3 separate regions of the Drosophila melanogaster genome follow, and all the other regions are linked to region 2. A link is a contact called in public HiChIP or PLAC-seq data. All regions are on one chromosome and are shown on one strand. The core of a region is the stretch at or near the end of the contact, and the rest is flanking DNA. Distances in the headings are between cores, read along the strand shown. Region 1 holds the start of CG43124. Region 2 holds the start of betaTub97EF (beta-Tubulin at 97EF). Region 3 overlaps larp (La related protein).

The links. HiChIP or PLAC-seq counts read pairs in DNA pulled down with a chosen protein or histone mark.
Region 1: an H3K27ac HiChIP or PLAC-seq map of the Kc167 cell line shows a contact between it and region 2, with 6 times the contacts expected there. The contact joins the promoter of CG43124 here to the promoter of betaTub97EF in region 2. A contact is called at or near these places in 5 of 107 Hi-C or Micro-C datasets (the Clone 8 cell line, the Kc167 cell line, the S2 cell line and 2 more) and 1 of 6 datasets of contacts at active chromatin or transcription factors (the Kc167 cell line).
Region 3: an H3K27ac HiChIP or PLAC-seq map of the Kc167 cell line shows a contact between it and region 2, with 6 times the contacts expected there. The contact joins the enhancer-like site here to the promoter of betaTub97EF in region 2. A contact is called at or near these places in 1 of 1 datasets of contacts at CTCF or cohesin (the Kc167 cell line), 5 of 107 Hi-C or Micro-C datasets (the Clone 8 cell line, the Kc167 cell line, embryo and 2 more) and 2 of 6 datasets of contacts at active chromatin or transcription factors (both in the Kc167 cell line).

What each region holds. Positions count from the first base shown.
Region 1 is chr3R:28,263,346-28,266,045 of dm6, reverse strand. It overlaps CG43124, which reads left to right and starts at 1,273. Exons shown (of 3, transcript NM_001260416.2): 1 at 1,273-1,485; 2 at 1,546-1,591; 3 at 1,651-2,175. The coding sequence starts at 1,302. The coding sequence ends at 2,158. CG43125 reads left to right here and starts at 2,424. Exons shown (of 3, transcript NM_001260415.1): 1 at 2,424-2,601; 2 at 2,660-2,700. The coding sequence starts at 2,424.
Region 2 is chr3R:27,986,945-27,989,644 of dm6, reverse strand. It overlaps betaTub97EF (beta-Tubulin at 97EF), which reads left to right and starts at 1,261. Exons shown (of 7, transcript NM_143349.2): 1 at 1,261-1,546. The coding sequence starts at 1,490.
Region 3 is chr3R:28,319,526-28,322,225 of dm6, reverse strand. It overlaps larp (La related protein), which reads left to right. Exons shown (of 7, transcript NM_170365.4): 6 at 1-853; 7 at 947-2,700. The coding sequence ends at 1,644. Among named protein-coding and RNA genes, the nearest start is that of larp, 16 kb to the left of the region's middle. Within about 2 kb of position 1,350, at least 8 of the 39 cell types and tissues checked have an H3K27ac peak or open chromatin away from gene starts, as enhancers often do. A contact at or near this core is called in the Kc167 cell line, where this site is marked.

The DNA.
Region 1 (2,700 bases), core at 24-2,523, 280 kb before region 2:
GGTACCCTCATCGCCAGTTGCAATAAATCTGCTGGGGCAGTCATAAATATTGATTTCGAAATTGTCCCTTTGCATGATGCTTGCATGTGTGGTGTGTGTGGGTGTGCGAGTGTGTGTGACTGTGAGTTCGATGTAGCCACGCCCCCTTCGACCCACTTCACTTAGATTTGTCGCTCATATTAGCTGCAGAAATGAAAATCGTTTTCCAATCGTATTCTTGTCGTTTACCTTTTCCTCTTACCGTCGCCGCCTCCACATTTCCCATTTTCCCATTGTTCCATTCAAGTGTAATTTGCAGTTGCTTTGCTTGTCGTTGTTATTCTTTTGCTGACAAACGCTCTTTTTCCATACTCTATTTAACTGAAAGTACTGTGTCCTAGAAACTAGCTTTTAAAATAAGATGTCGACTCTTAAAATCTTGCATCAAGCATTTTGCTTTTTGAGTGGCTTGTCATATGTCATAAAGTGATTATAATGACAATCTTATATATACCTTTGTATTCTTTTCTATTCTAATGCCACACGAAAAAGCTCTTTTTTCTTTAATTAATATGTAAGCATCAGTATAATATTAAAATAATAAATGGTATTTATCATTCAGATTTGTCATCTGCGGTTTTCCAATTAAATCAGTTCAAACAGAGCATTTGGCAGTCGAAGTTTGCCTAAGTTGCCGACCTTCTCGAGTGTTGAACTCAATATTTTCAATATGATGGCAATCGGGTTTTGAGTTTGATGCTTTCGTCATTGACCGTCGATGGTTTCCATGGATTCATCTTAGGTCGCCCATCTTAAACCATTGTTGTTGCTTTTGGTTGTTTCTGCCACTGCCGTTTCGCAGAAAAGTTTCGAATTTATGATCCGTCACTGACTTTAGAATTATGGCCAATGCTTACTGGCAGGTGGTTTGCCAGGGAAACTGGGAAAGGGGAGCGGTAGGGGAGAATGGGCAGGATATCGAAGGGACGACACATATGCTGGACCCTGACTGAAATTGAAATTAAAGTCATAATTCATAGCGGACGCGCTGCCTTCAGCGTTCAATTTTGATTCTTGTATGAGACACACGAAGAGAATTCTCCACCGAGTATATACGATAGGGAGTGCATGTGAAAAGTGTAAGCTGATAAGACTTCAGCGAATCAAAAATATGTATACAAATTTAATTACCACAAACACACAAAATGACTAAGCTCCTGCTAAGATTCGTGATAAGCGTCGTTTTAAACACCATATAAAAATAGTACTCAGCTTGCGATTTCAAAATCAGTTGGCAGGCAGTTGAATTGCCGCATGGAACGATGAACACAGCAAGATGGATAGTACTGTGTATCGTTTTGATGTTTTACCAGGGATCTGCCCAGACTCTGGAGGAGGATTGCGTAGACCACATGGAGCGGATTAATGGATCAAGCTATGCTCCCTGGCTGGCTGAAATTCTATCGGATTCTAAAGTAATTTGCGCTGGAGCACTCATAAATAATCGTTAGTATAACACGCGATATGCTTCATCAGACACAAAATAATCAATATATTGTTTCTCAGTTTATGTTCTAACAGCTGCGAGTTGTTTTAAAGAGAATGAAAAACTGTAAGTCCTGTTAAGTTAAAAAAACACCAGAAAAAATATTATCTGCCTTTTTTAAATAGAACTGTTCGCTTGGGCAGTGGCTATTTTGATAAAAGCTACGAAAATTTCCGAGTAACAAAGGCTTACTTTTGGATGACACATTTCCCGGCCAACAATACGAATAATTTGTGTATCTTTCGGTTGCAAACGGAAGTGGAATTTAAGACCCACATTCGACCGATGTGTATCACAAAAAGTCCTAAAAGCCTTGGATTGGCGACCACTTTTGAAATTATCAATGAAAAGCCCAAAATGTGGTACTTTTGTAAAAACATAAAAGGTTTATTCTGTAAATATGTTTTCGGAGAAAATGAAGAAAAATGGCAGTCCAAACCCACTGGAAGTCCTTGGACTGAAACAATCTCAAACGGTCCTTTCAAGGGACTTGTACGATATGGAATCCTGAGCTATCGTGATAACAAAACCTATGATGAGGTTTATATAAATGTTATGTCTCATATTAACTGGATAGCTCAAATCTCGTTAGAGATTGATATAAGTACTCCAGTCAAGAAAAAAGAATATTAAATATTTAATGGAACAGTACTGAGCATTTTTAATTGGTTCCTATTCAACCTAAGCTCGCTATGAAACGGAAATATGAAATAAGAAATTCTCTTTAAGTACTGTCTCATATTTATGCATAAATTATTTGTTGTAGATTTAATCTTTCAGTTAATTAAACGTTCTGATCGCTCATAAGAACAAACATAAAAGCGAAATGGGTAGCGCCAGCTCAATTGAAGATTGCTTTTAATCGCTATTATTTGGAAGTATATTTTAGTTTAAGACAATGAGTGCGACACTCCGGTTGGCGGTATTTGCTCTGCTGCTGTTTTACCAGGGATCAGCATTATTTTTAGAGCAGAATTGCGGGAAAAGTTCTGTATTTAGTCCCGCTCCATGGCTGGTCAAAATTCGACCAGAACTAAGTTCGAATATTACGTGTACTGGCACGCTTATCAACGAACGTAGGTGTTAAAATACAATTTTATTAAAATTTTTTTAACAACGTTGCTGATTTTATAGGGTTTGTCTTGACCGCTGCGAGCTGCATAGATTACCAAACT
Region 2 (2,700 bases), core at 12-2,511:
TTTCAGCAGCGTTTTTTATTGTCAATCTCATGAAGCTGATAACCTAGATGTCTAAAATGACTAACTAAACCGCTTCCAATTATTCATGTAGATAAGTTTGGTTTGTTCAAGCTACGATTCTATGATTTACAAGGTTGTAATTGGAAAACAAAAATATACTGATTAAATAGCATATAATAAAATATATGTTCAATACTCAAACAACTAACTTTATATATTTCAATTACATTTTTACATTTGGCTACATTTCAATCTTGTACGTCCATGTACAATTCTACAAATCTGATTGAAGAATGCAGTTGTAGAATGTAGAATGTGGCGCTCTTTGCACCTTAGACTCACGTGCTGTTACCTCATTCTTCGACTCTCTTCTTTCTCTCCCCTCTCTCTATCTTTTCCCTAAGAATTCTCACCAGCTCAGCGAAGCGTAAGATGGGAGAGAAAGAATTGCATTGTTGGCGCCTAGCCGGTAAAAATCATACGATAAAGGGGAAAAGTCGGGAAAAGCGGGAAGACAAACACGCTGCTATGGAAAATATCTTGTTTTGTCCCACAGTTTCACTTAAACTAATGTATTTACGACCTCTGCTCTTCGCGCTCTCTGCACTTCGAGAAATCAGGGAAGATATTGCCGCAATTTTGGATAGTGATTCAAATAAATATACTCACTAATGAAGAGGAACTTAGCATGAATAAATGGTTCGGGTATTCATAGGTTTTCGAATGAAATTTGTTTTTATTGTTCATCATTTAAGAGGCATTGTTTTAAACATAACCAACGTTCTAATTAATAATCTTTATCTAAAGTATTGATGTAATTTGGGTCATGTATTAATGAAATGTTCCACCTGTAAAAAAAAAATAATAACCTGTTTAATAAAATAAACCTGTTTTATAGGGACTCTAAAAATGTATATACAGCTGTGCCCAAGATAACAGCAGCACGTTATTACAACTATAATATTTATAATTTTTAAGAGTAACAAAAGTTTCTTTGTAAAAACTTTTGTATTTTTAGAACTCTGATCTCTGATCATCTGTTTGATATGAAAAATTGTTATACTAAATTCAATACATCACCAAAACTATCTACAATATATTAATCTAAGATTGCAAACCATAATTTTATCATTTCTTATCATGCCAATTTGTAAAGGCATTTTTTTATAAATATTTTTCCGAGTGGAAAACTAATGCGGCCCCCTTTAACCGTAGAGCACAAATTCCCCAGCGGGTCGCGTTCGGTTTCTCGCCATTCATTCAGTTCACGTTGGATTCTCAAAGCGAACGCGTGTCGATCGTTCTGCTCACGAAAAGCTCTCCTCCGACTCTTCACCGGATTCAACCGAATGCGTGACCGATTGTGACTCAGATTCGGATTCAGATTCAGATTGATATAGTGGCTGATAATTGCTGATAGTGCGTGTGTGCGTCAGTGTGTTCAATTGAGTTAAGTTTGGCTGCCAAAAGTTACTAGTTCATTTGCGAAATGAGGGAAATTGTGCATCTGCAGGCGGGCCAGTGCGGCAATCAGATCGGTTCGAAGGTGCGTATAATTGATATTCCATCGGTGTTCGCATCACAGACCTTTGCTCTATTTTATAGCTACTTTTCGCTACTATCCTAACCTCACATGTTTAATTATAAAACAGGGGGAAATGAAGAAAGAGCGCTCTTTGCCTCTCTCACTGCGACTTTCTCTCTCTCTCTCTCTCTCTTGGCTTTTCACGTTTTGTTTTTAGTGGCCAGCAATTAAAATGGGTGGGGGGTTGGTGGGGGGTGGCATAGATTATTTTGCCAGTTCGGGAAACTATAAAACTGCAAAACATTGAAGAAACCTAACGTACTTGGCACTTATCTTATCGCTCGCAAGATACGAATATCAGCAACCTTAAAGTATCGCATTTAAATTACCTTGGACTCGCAGCATATCGCAGTGAATTAAACCCAGAAATCCGCTCGCAAACTAAGCAAAATCACCTCAGTCAGGTGTAAACAATTAGATCGCCGCTCAGTTGAGAGCTTGTGATCAGCCGGCTATGCAAATCTGCACAGCAAGAAAAAAAGTAGTACCTTTAAAAAGATAAATAAACTTTATATGATTATTTAATCGTTATAAAGTAGTTTCCATTTAAACACAATTATGATTTAAAATTGAATTACAGATCCTTTTTATTCATTTGTTATTATAGAATAGAAGTTGATATTTTTTTTTCAGTGTACCTGGAGGTTTCTCGTTTCAAGAAATCCGATCTGTGAACCAAGTATTTTTGGCGGGAACTCAGAGTAAAATGCGGCAGCTTAGTGCCCTGTTAGTAGCATTTTGAAACTGGCTCGAAGGTTTCTCAGAAACTTCCGTCTTTTGGACAATTAACACAACTAACTGGTTCTGTAAACTAGTACTTTTCACAGGCTTTTATGATGTTTGCCCTCGCACAGTTGGCTGATCTTACTGTCATAAAGAACTCGTCGAAGGTTTCGTGGGTACTTCTAATTACGACAGAGGGGCTTGTAAATAATGTATCTGTATCTTGAACCGATATATGTATCTGATTCATGGCTGACTGTGACAAAGTGGCGGGCTTATGTGTGCGCTGCTTTCACTATCGGCGGCCTCTAATCAGTGGGCTTGTTTACACAACTTTAAACATAAATACCCGAAAAGTAAGAACTGATATGGGTTGCGCCGAAAATAGCAAT
Region 3 (2,700 bases), core at 101-2,600, 330 kb before region 2:
ACGTCGCGTACGAAAATCACCCAGGATCTGGAGAACATCATCAACGATGGACTGGTTAACTACGAAGAGGATCTGTGGACCACCACCAATGTGGTTGCCGATTACAAGACTGTCAATGTGATTTCCCAGGCAGACTTCGAAAAACTGGCTGGTGGTCGAAACAAATCGGTGTTGCCGCCGCAGGTGGTGCCACCACCGCCACCATTTGAGGAAGATCTGGATGAAACCCTGGTGGGTGACACCACTCTCAACTCCACGCTGAACAACACTCTCAAGTCCCGACGTGCCCGCTTCTATGCTGCTCCCAACTCGCACTCGATTGATCCCCGAACGCCAAGAAAGAGGAAACTCCGTCACACCGCCAATCCTCCAGTGGAGGCCCACGTCGGTTGGCTGCTTGACACTGTGGAGCATCGTCCTCGCACCACCTCGATGGGTTCCTCGGCGGGCACATCGCCTACCGCCTCGTCGTACGGATCGTTCGGATCGTCGGTGCCACAGTCGCTGCCCGTATTCCAGCATCCATCACATGCTCTTCTCAAGGAGAACAACTTCACCCAACAGGCCTACCACAAGTACCATTCGCGCTGCCTCAAGGAGCGCCGGCGCTTGGGCTACGGTCAGTCGCAGGAGATGAACACCCTGTACCGCTTCTGGTCGTTCTTCCTGCGCGAGAACTTCAACAAGAGCATGTACAACGAGTTCCGATCGTTGGCGCTGGAGGATGCCGGCAATGGTTTCCGCTACGGTCTTGAATGCCTCTTCCGGTTCTTCTCGTACGGCTTGGAGAAGAAGTTCAGACCGAATATCTATCAGGATTTCCAGGACGAGACGATTGCCGATTATGAAACAGGTAAGAATTTGTTGTGCAAATATAAAAATTATTATAACTTCTTACAACATTCATTATTAAACATTCATTACTAATATTAAACATTTTCTTCAGGTCAACTGTACGGCCTCGAGAAGTTCTGGGCCTTCCTGAAATACTACAAGAATGGTGAGAAGTTGGAGGTGCAGCCCAAGCTGGCCGAGTACCTGAAGAGCTTCAAGAACATTGAGGACTTCCGCGTGGTGGAGCCGGAGATCAACGAGATGCTGCAAGGAGTGGGCAGCCTGAATCCAGGCCGCCAGCTCAATCGCCACCGCAGTGTGTCGGAGAGCGATGGCACAGCTGTAATTGCGGCCGGCGGTCGTCGCCTCAACACGACCATCACCAACCGCAGCGACTACGTGGGCAGGTTGCTGCAGCAACAGCACCAACAACAGCAGCAGCAGCAGCATCACCAGTATCAGCAGGGATACGGCGGCTACAATCAGCAGCAAAACCGCAGGCGCACAGGCTCCTTCGGCAGCACCACAGTGCGCATTCGCAGCGGCTCCCTGGGCAACAAGCCGCAGGTGGCCAATCGCAATCAGGGATCGCAGCACGAGTTGCGACGCGGCGGCAGCAATTCTGGCCTGGCGCCACACAAGCGACAGCAGCAACAGAAGCCGAAGCCAGGAGCAGGATCACAGACAGGCTCAACACGTGCCACCACATCAGCGGCAGCTACAGCAACAACAGCCGCATCAGCAGCAACATCAACAGCAGCGACGCCAGCGGTAACGGTATCTTCGGGGTCATCGTCGTCGAAGAAGTAGTTACACGATAATGCAGAGACACTTTTTGGATTAGGCTTAAGTTAATATCTACCGCTTAGTTTTCAGGGGGCACTCGCATTTGATGGCTCCACACTCTTTTGTTTATTCATTCTTATTATTCTTTTGTAGTATTCGAGTCAAACGTAAAGTGGGAAGAGTTGTTAGCGTTTAGCATAATTAAGTGAAATTTTTGAAATTTGTTTATTGCAATTTGCCTAGCGCTCGTTGGTTTAGTAGTTACGATTCCAAATGTTTGTTTCTCGCATACCCTCGACAAAAAACTAAAACAATGGTTGCTTACAAAATGCTCAATGCTCACACAAAACACACACACACACATACCAATTACACACAGCGGGGTCTGTCTGCTTTGTACCAGTGCCAACCAGCCATGATCTTGGAAAATAACGAAACGATTGCCCTTATTTTTTTTTTTTGTTCTGTTAATTATTCTCCTTATTTTTTATGCGATGCAAAAATCAAGGCAAAGATTTTCCTACTTAGAGCAGCGTTAATAGTTGACGTAATGCCATGAACTGTTGTACTATACGATTAAAGTTAAAGCTAATAACCATAACAATAACGATAACGATATAACCTATGCAAATATTACCTAACGAAAACTGAAAACCAATCAATCGAAATTGATACGCAAGCAACAACAAAAACCAAATGATCTTAATGCAAATAAATTTTGTAAATTACGAAAGAACATATATATATATATATATATATATATAAACATATATAACTTTATATGCAAAGGTACACTGAAGCCATGAAAACGCGTACATAAGAATATGATTACTAACTATAATTATGATTATTTTTTGTGTGTGTGACCTTAGCGCAAATGTAAAATGTATTTGTTTAAGAGGCAGCGAGATCTTGTAATCCTTAAACCCAATTGAGGCAAGCGGGACTCAAGTGCCAGCGAATTTTAGTTATTTAAGCATTTACCACAAGCCAGTCCAGCGCAATCGCAATCGCCAGCGGAGTAGGAATAGGAATCCGACTTGGACTCGGGTCCACCATTATCACACTGCACTCTCCCCA